Regions from separate parts of the Mus musculus genome. Here regions 1 and 2 are each linked to region 3. Evidence: chromatin contacts called from public promoter capture Hi-C data. All regions are on one chromosome and are shown on one strand. Each heading gives the region's core, a stretch centred on a gene start, on an enhancer-like site or on the middle of the called end of the contact. The rest is flanking DNA. Distances are from core to core; before and after follow the strand shown.

The links. Promoter capture Hi-C pulls out the DNA fragments that hold promoters and counts their contacts.
Region 1: a contact with region 3 is called in a promoter capture Hi-C map of pre-B cells, with 4 times the contacts expected there. The contact joins the promoter of Dip2a here to the promoter of Itgb2 in region 3. A contact is called at or near these places in 1 of 39 promoter capture datasets (pre-B cells) and 1 of 484 Hi-C or Micro-C datasets (CD4 T cells).
Region 2: a promoter capture Hi-C map of liver shows a contact between it and region 3, with 3 times the contacts expected there. The contact joins the promoter of Ggt1 here to the promoter of Itgb2 in region 3.

Annotation. Positions count from the first base shown.
Region 1 is chr10:76,343,584-76,346,667 of GRCm38.p6, forward strand. It overlaps Dip2a (disco interacting protein 2 homolog A), which reads right to left and starts at 1,708. Exons shown (of 38, transcript NM_001081419.2): 1 at 1,524-1,708. The coding sequence starts at 1,614. It overlaps Gm40699 (a long non-coding RNA gene), which reads left to right and starts at 1,712. Exons shown (of 2, transcript XR_871838.2): 1 at 1,712-1,991.
Region 2 is chr10:75,562,282-75,565,591 of GRCm38.p6, forward strand. Ggt1 (gamma-glutamyltransferase 1) reads left to right here and starts at 1,851. Exons shown (of 15, transcript NM_001379537.1): 1 at 1,851-1,977; 2 at 2,540-2,624.
Region 3 is chr10:77,528,968-77,532,243 of GRCm38.p6, forward strand. It overlaps Itgb2 (integrin beta 2), which reads left to right and starts at 1,403. Exons shown (of 16, transcript NM_008404.5): 1 at 1,403-1,492.

The DNA of each region.
Region 1 (3,084 bases), core at 458-2,957, 1.2 Mb before region 3:
GTCTAAAACAGTATCAGTATAAGTAGATTTGATTAACTTAAGAGCTACTTCTATCGCTGACATACTTCAGTCCTGCCACAAGTTATGAAGTTTTTGCTTTGAGGAAATAATTTAATTAACTGTAAACTCGTAGCGAGCATTAAAAGCTATATAACCCTACGGAACTGAAATAACCGATATTCTGGAGCCGTAATGAGGAGCAATCTGCAACAACATATTTGATATGCAAAAGCCAAACTACAACTATGCGATTTCCCCTGGGGAGTCATATCAAATCCAGTACAATAGACCTTTTTTCTCAGAATCATTCCCAACCACGCCTCCAAAGAGAATCAAGGATTTTCAAAACGGAGCTGGAGAGATGGCTCAGTGGTTAAGCGCACTGGCCGTTCTTCCAGAAGACCTGGGTTCAAGTCACAGCACCAACATGAATCTAGGACCCAATTCTGGCCTCCAGGGAACACCAGGCACGCATAAGATATACAGACAAACATGCAGGGGAAATGCATATATTTAAAAAGAAAAAGAGAATTCTCAAAAACTCACTAAACCTACCACAGCAAAGCTTAACAATCTAAATGGGGTGGGGTGGGGGGGTGATGGATTCTAACAAGTTCTAATTGCATTTAAGTCTCAAAAGCAGAGTTAACAAGCACAGATGCTTTTCCACCAGGGTTGGAGGTCAGTTTATGGAGAACAGAACTCTTTTCCCAGGCGTCCAAATTGAGGGCGCCACTCCCATCTCTGGAGTTCTATTATTTCCCTAGTCTGTTTCTAACAACCACTTATTTGACTTTTTAACTTTTTAAAAATCCTCACCTAGAGAGGGCTGTCGGGTTGGCCCGGCGAGCACTTGCCCTCTAATCTGACAACCTGAGTTCATTCCCAGAACTCACAAGGTGGAAGGAGAGCACCAGCTCCCAGCTCCGTGCAAGCTGACCTCTGACCTCCCCACGCAGGCACCGTGACCCTTGCCTGTCCCCCACCTCCTCCCCCAGTGTAATTGTATCAAAATTCCGTAAAGGAATAAACCTTTTAAGTGTTAAACACGTTTTACATGTTTATAGGTTAATGCACTTCAGCCTCATAATCCACAAGGCGCAAGTGTACTTTTGCTTCGTTTTCTAGATGAGGAAACTGAGGCTCACGAGGCAGTCTGAGGTTCCAGGGGTGGGGCTCGGCTTCTGCATCCCGGGCTTCCTGCTGGCCGACAGGCTGCAGGGCACACGCTGGAAGCCCGGACCTGGACCGTGGCCTTGACGGTCGGGCAGCAAGAGTGCGCCTAGGCCCACCTCCCAAGCCAGTCCCTCCCGGTGTCCTTCGGAGGCCGGGCACCCGCCAGTCTGCAGAAGCTGGCGGGCTCTCCGGCGAGCGGCCCAGACAGGGATGCCGAGGAGAGGCCGGCGGGGATCCCGTATGAGGGTACCCGCAGGTTCCGGGGGTGACGCTCCCGGAGGTCCCTGGGCGGGGTCTCGGGCGAGGGTCCCTGGCGGGGTGGGGGGTGGGGGGAACCCGCGGCTCACCTTCGGACAGCTCCAGCTCCAGCTCCGCCAGGCTCTCGAGCACCTCGGCGGGCAGCGGCGCCGCCTCCAGAGGGCATCCGCGGTCGGCCATGGCCGGTGGCTCAGGCGTTCCCCCAACCGGGGCCTGCAGACCCGCAGCGGCCGCCCGCAGCCGGCAGCGGGCGGGGCGCGGCCGGGGCTGCTTCGCAGGGGCGCGGGCACGGGCGCGAGCGCGGCTGGCTCCGGCTCCGGGAGCGCGCTGGGGACGCGCGTGCGCGGCTGAGGGGCGGGGCAACGCTTGCGCGGGTACGCCGGGCCGGCCCCGCCCAGCAACTTTAAAGGCTCGGTTCCATTGGCCAATAAGACACGCCGGAGCAGCCCGGAGCTTTACTCCGCTTCGGGGTGCGAGAGGAGCGGCGGGCGGGAGAGCTGGACAGAGGCGCCTCGGGAGACGTGCGACCCCACCGAACGGACTTCAATGTCGCCCAGGTGACCCTCCTCCGGGATCCCCACCTTCTTCTTCCTCAGGAGCCCTGCTGGCACGCTTAATTCTGTCCGCGTTCCTGCTATGGTATCAGCTAACTCTGGCGGGTTTTCTGCCGCCCTTAAAGTGTGTTTGCTTATTCCCTTTCACAATAACCCTGGAAGCACTCTGACATTGACCAAGAAGGAGCTCTGGCAGTGTCTCAGTCCTTGAGATGTCCTTGGGGCATGGAAGCATAGATCTGACATGTTGGAAACCTTAGTGGGATTTTTGAAGGAGCTATTCTCAGAGTGGCGGTATATATACACATATACGTATAAACATGTATATACATACATACATACATACTTACATACATATATATACACACACACACACGCACACACACACAATTTTATTTCTACTACTCATTAGCCACCCTCTTGCCACTGTCTACATATATTAAAAATCCCAGGTAGGCAACAAAAAAGACCATTTTGGAGGCTTTCAGTGAGCCTAATATTACATCCACAAGGAACAGCATAGGAAGGTGTCCCCAACTGATTTTAAAACATCTGATTTGAGCTGACTAATCTGGTTATACAGGCAGGAGGTGTGGTATGCAAACGAGGGACTATTTATTTCCGCAGGTCACAGGTTTATATAGGAAGCAGTCACAAGCTTTGCATGAAAGCTGGTCAACACTTCTCACGTTTCTCTGATCAATGGTTTCTTCTAAGGAAGTGTTCCCTGTCCTCTTGAATGAATAATAGCTGCCGAAAGTTTACTGGTCGAGAAAAAAAAAAGCATCTGGGCTTCGCCTTTCGAGGCGGGTGCACTGTCTGGAGTGGGTGTGGCCAGAGCAAGGTTTCCTGGACCAGGTCTCCTGGATTCAATTGTAGTAGATTAGCTTGCTGCTGGAGTATTTTCACATTGACTGTAAAGTACGGAAAACAGCCAGACTTGAAGGCATTCCAGCAGGTTGCTGGGGAAGGAGCTGCTTAGCTGACAGTCCCTCACTCTAGGCTGCCAGGAATCAGGAAGGGAATGATGTCCTTGTCCTTCAAAGAGCTGAATTTTTATTTATTGACGTCGGAACAAAAAAGTGTTTACAATAAA
Region 2 (3,310 bases), core at 601-3,100, 2.0 Mb before region 3:
GGGAGTATGAGAGGGAGGATGTCCTCAGACTTCAGGTCTTGGTGGGGACATATAAGGCCCCACGTGGGAACTGTTTGTGGATAAGTTATGGGCAGCAGTTATAGCTCAGTTGTTCTGAGACCTTCACTACTCGTGAGGTAACCCATCAGGCGTGGAGAGGAAGCCAAGATATGAGTGCCTGGCAAGTATGGTGGAAGGCTACATACAGAAGGGTATGGAACTGAACCAGCTCCACCATTGGTCTCTTTCACACAGTCAGAAAGCCCAAACTCAAACCAACTCAAGGCTGTTAATTCGGCCAGGTCATCTGTAATCAGGTCATCTCCAGCTTCCTGGTAATCGTGACTAGGACTCAGTCTCTGTTGTTTGTTGTTCCTTGTTTGTTTGTTTGTTTGTTTGTTTGGGATAGTCTCACATAGCCTAGGCTGGTTTCAGTTACTTAGCTGGTAATGACCTTGAACTCCTGATCTTCCTCTATCTACTTCCAAAGTAGATTTGACCTGCCACGCCCAGCCACCGAATGGTTTTGAAACCTTCTCTGGGAGGAAGGAGGCAGATAGATCCTCCGTGGAGACCATTTCCCTGAGCTTACTCTGTCAGGAATGGGTCTTCTGCCTGCAGACGGAGTTTCCCCAGAAGGAAAGGCGGCAAGAGGCTTTCCGTTCCCTGTGTTGCTCTTGGCCGAGTGTGTAGCCATAGACAAAGTAGGGTCCTGTGATGGTTTCAACCTGGCGCCCCAAGTTCAATGGCTTAAAACAGCAAGTCCCGGTTATTGGGAGCCTGAAATCTAATGTAAGCAGAGCCGTGCTCCCCACCTCTCCCCCACTGCCCCCAGGACTATGGGGCCATATCCTTCCTTGCCTCCCCTCCTTCTGAGCTTCCTGGCAATCCTTGAGGCTGTTTGGCTTGTACTTGTGTCGCGCTGACCTCAGCTTCCTACTCCACATGGCTGTCTTCCCTGTGCGACTACCCAACCGGCCATCTTGTAAGACCACTAATTACTGTATTTAGGGCCTACCCTAATCCAGTATGATCTCATCCGAACTAATTACCTTGTGAAGACTCTGTTTCTAAATAAGGTCACACTCTGAGCTCTCCCTAGTGGGCATGAACTTGGTGGAAGGGGGAAAAAAAAACAAGACACCACAGAAGCCTCTGAAACCCTCGGTTTCCTTGTCTGTAAAATGGCGATGGCATTATAGGATTAGAGACTGGCATAGCATAGTGTTGCATAAGTGCGCCTTTATTCTTTAACGTGATTAATCTTCTGTGACATTTTTCTTCTCCTATCAGTGCTGATATTTGAGTCCAGGATCTTTGGCATGCTTGGCGATCGTTCTACCTTTGGGCCACACCTAGCCCCTCTTTCTTACTTTACAGTGAGCCTAACCATTCACTCCTCAGCATCGATCCATTCAGGACTGGGCACTGTGCATGCAGCCTAGACTTCCTCAGAATTGGGAGCCAAGAAAGATTTTGGGAGGTGTCATAAGTTAGCGGAGTCTGAAGGAAGACGACTTTAGCCTGTAAAATGTCCTGGCAGGAGCATTGAGGGCAGAGAAAGGGCAGGGGCAGGCACCAGCAAGGCAAGAATTTCTCTGCAGGGCAAATGGGGGCCTTTGAAGGGTTTTCCAGCGGGAGAGGAAAATGTTCCATTAAGGTAACAGCAGCCTTGCAAACCACTGGTGAGCAAGCGTCACCAGGTGATAGGAGTGGTGGGGGAGGGTACTAGGTGTGGCTTGGAGGAGGTCACAGATAACACCAATTGGAAGGGACCAGTGAAGAGGCAGGGGGTGGCTTCTGAAGGGCTGGACTCTGGCTTCTGTGGCTGGTAGAGGTTTGTGGAAGGTAGTTGCTTAGCTCAGGTTAGGACTTGTTGACCTTGGGCATCTGACACAGCGGGTGGCTCAGACTTGGACTCTATGTGCAATGTGATATAGCTCAGCATGGAAGATGTAAAGAGGAAGGGAGCTCTGGGTAAGCTGAGGACGGAGTGTAGGGAAATTGTTGGGCGGTTTAGGTACCAATTAAGTCGCAGGGAGGTTGTGGGTGGACAGGTGTGCTTGCTTGCCTTGTGGTCCAGGAGGCTGTGAGACACAAGTGAGTTAGTTGGCTTTCCTGCAGACTGTGGCATGTGATGGTAGGGGCGGGAGTGAGGAGACCAGGACATGGGTAAGACAGGGCTTCCCTCCCAGCCCCCCCTAGAGATGCCAGACAGCACAGATAATTACCAGGTGATACAATAAATGCCACCTGAGAAGGGGGGCGGGCAGGAAGGGGGGCAGAAGTGACTGCAGAGCTGGGAGTCAGAGCCAGGCTAACACTGAGGCTTTGAAGAGCTCTGGAGCCTTCTGAAGTCTGTCTGTTTCATCCAGTCCTCAAGCTCCCTTGATCCTCTCTGGAGAGGAAACCAAGGCCAGAAAGGGAAGGTTTCCCAGGTCCCCAGCTCTCAGGGAGGTCAGGCATGAAACCGGGAGCTATGGGGTGCACATTTCTGTTATTCTGCTGATGAATTCTGGAGTTGGACTTCACTCACCAGATGCTGAATGCTCCCAGGAATTAACAAGCTGACCATCCCGGAGGCCCACGCGCTTGGCTAAGTACAGGCTCCACTCACACCAAAGGCGAGTACTGGGATGGGGTGAACGGGCAGCACCAAAAAGCCAGGCTTGCGGGGGGGGGGGGCAGAAGGCAGAAAATCTGACCTTGCTGTGGTGTGGTCATTCAGAGAGTACTTCCTCAACACCGTTGGGTAACAGTGGCCCATTTACGGATTCTTCTGTCTGGTCATTGTGGTCTATGTGTGGTCAGGCACTCTATGCAGGTAGTCACAGGGCATGGGTGTCCCCTGCATCTGTGATCTGTGGCCTGGGATGATTAGAAGGGTCTGAGACCAGACCCATCCAAAATGAGCCGAAGGAGTCACAAGCTGGGGCTCGACGCTAGGGGAGAACTTGCCAGCTGCTTTTAGAGATGAAGAACTCCCCCCAAGGGTGGACTTTTCTAGGGTGTTGGAAAATCAGAGGGAAGGTTGAGAATCTGTGATCCTCACGTTCATTAAGCTGTTGTGACTTTGGATTTGAAGTCAGTTTCATCCCACCAGTTTACCAGGGGAGTCTCAGGGTTGCTGGCTTTCAGGGTGGGGAGGGAGATCCTGTCCCAAGAGAACCGGAGTGTGGGGAGGGAAGGACCCACCCATCTCAATTACTTGAACTGACTTCTGAGGTTTAGACTATCGACCTCAGCTGTGAACCTTACCCACTGGGGGTTCAAGCCCTGCCCAGAGCTTCCTGACATTCAGGTAAGTCAG
Region 3 (3,276 bases), core at 153-2,652:
ATTCTTGACTTTTGTCCCCCGTTCCCCGTCCTTTATGAGCTAGGATCTTACAGTTCTGCCTGGCTGGTCTTGAATTCACAGCGGTCCTCCTTTTTTTTTTTTTTTTTTAAAAAAAAGATGTATTTGTTTTTTTTATGTACATGAGTACACTGTAGCTATCTTCAGACACACCAGAAGAGGTCATCGGATCCAATTACAGATGGTTGTGAGCCACCATGTGGTTGCTGGGATTTGAACTCAGGATCTCTGGAAGAGCAGTCAGTGCTCTTAACCACTGAGCCAGTGGTCCTCCCGCATCAGCATCCTACATTCTGGTATTACAAGTGTGAACTGATACACCTGCTTTCCAACAATGTTCTTTCAACAGTTGGCATCTTTTGCACATTTTTTTTCAACTGTGAGAAGATATAGAAAATATGCATAAAGGTTCAGGGCTATTAACTTCTTGTAACCCTCTCAACCATTATCACCAGGATGTCCTGCATAGCTGATGTCCCCACTCCACAGCTTTATCTTCATGTAACTATGTCTTTAAAAATTCTACCAAGCATACTACACGAAGAAAGAGTAACACATGAACACCCAGGTCTTCAGCCAACACCCCCCCCCCCAACCCTCCGCTGTGGTCACCTCCTGGCCTCTGTCTTGTATCCACACCCACCTCCAACCCCCATCCTGATTACAAGGAAGAAAATCTGCCATGTTTTTCTACCATTTGCGAGCATTTCAGCATGTAACTCTAAAGATGCAGGTAGTGGGATGTAACCATGAAACATTGTTGCGGAAAGAATTAACTGTTTCTCAACAAGGCTGACATCTCAAATCTTATGCTAAAGGTTCCCAACTCCCTTTGGTGTCTCTCTTTCTGCCCTCTCTCCTCTTGCAACTAGTCAGGTGGGGTTTTGTTCACCACTAACTTTGTGATTGAGCTCCTACAGTGTTACTTAACACATCCCTCCATGCCCCACTCTGCCCCATTTCTCTGCCCAGGACCTTCCCCTGCCTCCTTCTTCCCATTCGCCTGCTTCCTCGAGTGGGCTACCACCTCAGCCCATCCACTTGTAGCTGGGTCCTTCTCCCAGACTGAGAACCCACACAATCAGCCTCTGCTTCCGCCTGCTGGTCCATGAATCCCTACCTCTTCTTGACATGTGAGAGAGCCCCTCGATGCTATCAATGGCTGCTGCTTCCAACAGTAGCCCCTCCACTCTTGCCGTAAAAGCTTGTCATCGCCTACAAGCCCCTCCCTCTCTCAGTGTCTCTTCTCTAACGTCCCACGTGTAAAGGGGCTGAGGTGATACCCACATGTGGGCCAATCAGCCAAATGTCACTCAACTTCCTCCTGGGCGCTGACTTAGAACAGGAAGTGTCAGGCGGGGGGGCCTCAGCGGCTGTGTTCTTTAGACACAACCACACAGCCAGCTGGCAAGAAGTAGGCAAAGACATCTCCAGTCAGATTCTCGGAGTGGAGGCTTCCTGGGACTGAGAGGGGGTGAGTGCAGGGCTCCTGTGTTCAGGTAGCTCTTATGGGAAACACCTCAGAAGTGGGCTCTTCCGGTGGAATTTCTCTTTATGACTCCAGCCCGACAGGCACTGGTGGCCTTTCCCCATCTCTCACCTTGCCTATCTGTCAAAAAAATGGTCTTGTACATGTGGCTTCTGGCTATTCAGACTCTCCTGACTGACGTCCAGGGATGGGAGGCCTGGTACCACAGCTGAGCAGAGTTTCAGGAGCGCTGGGAACATCTGTAACTGTGGGTCAGCAGGCAGCCGACTGTGTTGATTCTCTCTCTGTGATAGTCGTGGATGCCCGGGACTGAGGAAGGTCAGCTATGATAAGGGGTAGGGGTGGTGGTGGAGGTGGCTGGGACAGATTGTGGGAGGGAAGGGGTCACATACTGACACCCACCTACTATGAATGGAAGTAGATACTTATGGTCATGAAGGTGAGTGTCAGATTGGAGGTAATGAGCAAGAGAAGGAGCTGCTGAGATGTCCATTGTCCCCATCTGCTTTAAAATGGCGTGTGGGGAGTGTGTATGTGTGTGTGGGGGGGGGGGTGATTCTCAGTCTACCCTGCAAGTCTCTGGAACCTGGGCTCCAAAATGCCCAGCCCAGCTTACAGCATAGCAGATAATAAGGAAGTCCTCTACCCAAGAATCCCACCCACATACCATAGTGGCCAGGCCTGGGGCCAGCAACCACAGGGTCATATCCCAGATAGGGGGAAGGTGTCAGGTGACAGACACCCTTTCTACATCCACCAGTGAGTGAGCAGATGAGAGATTGTTGACTGCTGCCATAAGCAGGAGTAAAATGAGCAAGTCCTGAGGGTTAGTTAGGGCTGGAGAGGCCCAAGTTTCCTATCTCCTCCTTTCTCCAACATTTCTCTGTTGACATATGTGGACACAGTCTTGCCGCAGGCATGCATTAGGCTGGGGTGAATTGTGTTCACTGCGATTGTGGAGGAACCATGCAATCATCCTTTGCAGGAAGTGCTGCAGGGGGCCGGGGGCTATCTTTGATACACAGCTTGGGAGGAAGCCTTCTGCTCTCTATGGAGAAAGGGTGTGAACTGGGGAGGCCACTGAACTCTGGGGAAATGAGAGGGTGGGCTGACTGGCTCTGCAAACTCCAAATGTCTGCAGTCAATAATGACTCAAAATTCCCTTCAAAACTCACTCCCATGAGGAGTGAGCCGTGGAGACTACTGAGGCTCCCGCTAGCTACAATCTATCATCACTCAGGTGCAGGTGGTTCTCTGCAGGTGGTAGGGCTGGGGATAGGGGTGTGGGGTGTTGAATGTGTGTGTGGAGCTACATGGAGCCCTGGTGGGGTGACTCTGTAGGGAGGTGCAGGTTCTGACTCAGCTACTTTATTCACATCTCTCCCCCTTTGGACATGAGTCAGACCTGCCTGAGGTTCCCAAATGCTTCCAAGTGCACTCGGTCACTCAGAGGTTACATACAGTTCAAGCCTTGGGGGGGAAAAAACAGCTCAGGGCATCCTCTGCCTGGCTGTTGGACAACCTTAGGGGATGTTCAAGAAATAACCCCAGGCAGCCAACCCAGTACTGGCTGGCTCCATTCTCTATCTCTGTTGCATAAATGGGACCTCAAAGGGAAGTGTTGGTTTCCTCCCTCACCCCACATGCCTGAGGCCCTGTGGATCGCTCTCCATGACACTTCTATAGTGGGAGGTGGTAGCCAGGCTGAGACAGGTGGCCCAGGTAAGCCAAGTGATTAGAGCCCTATGGTTGCTGAGTGCTGCTATCTC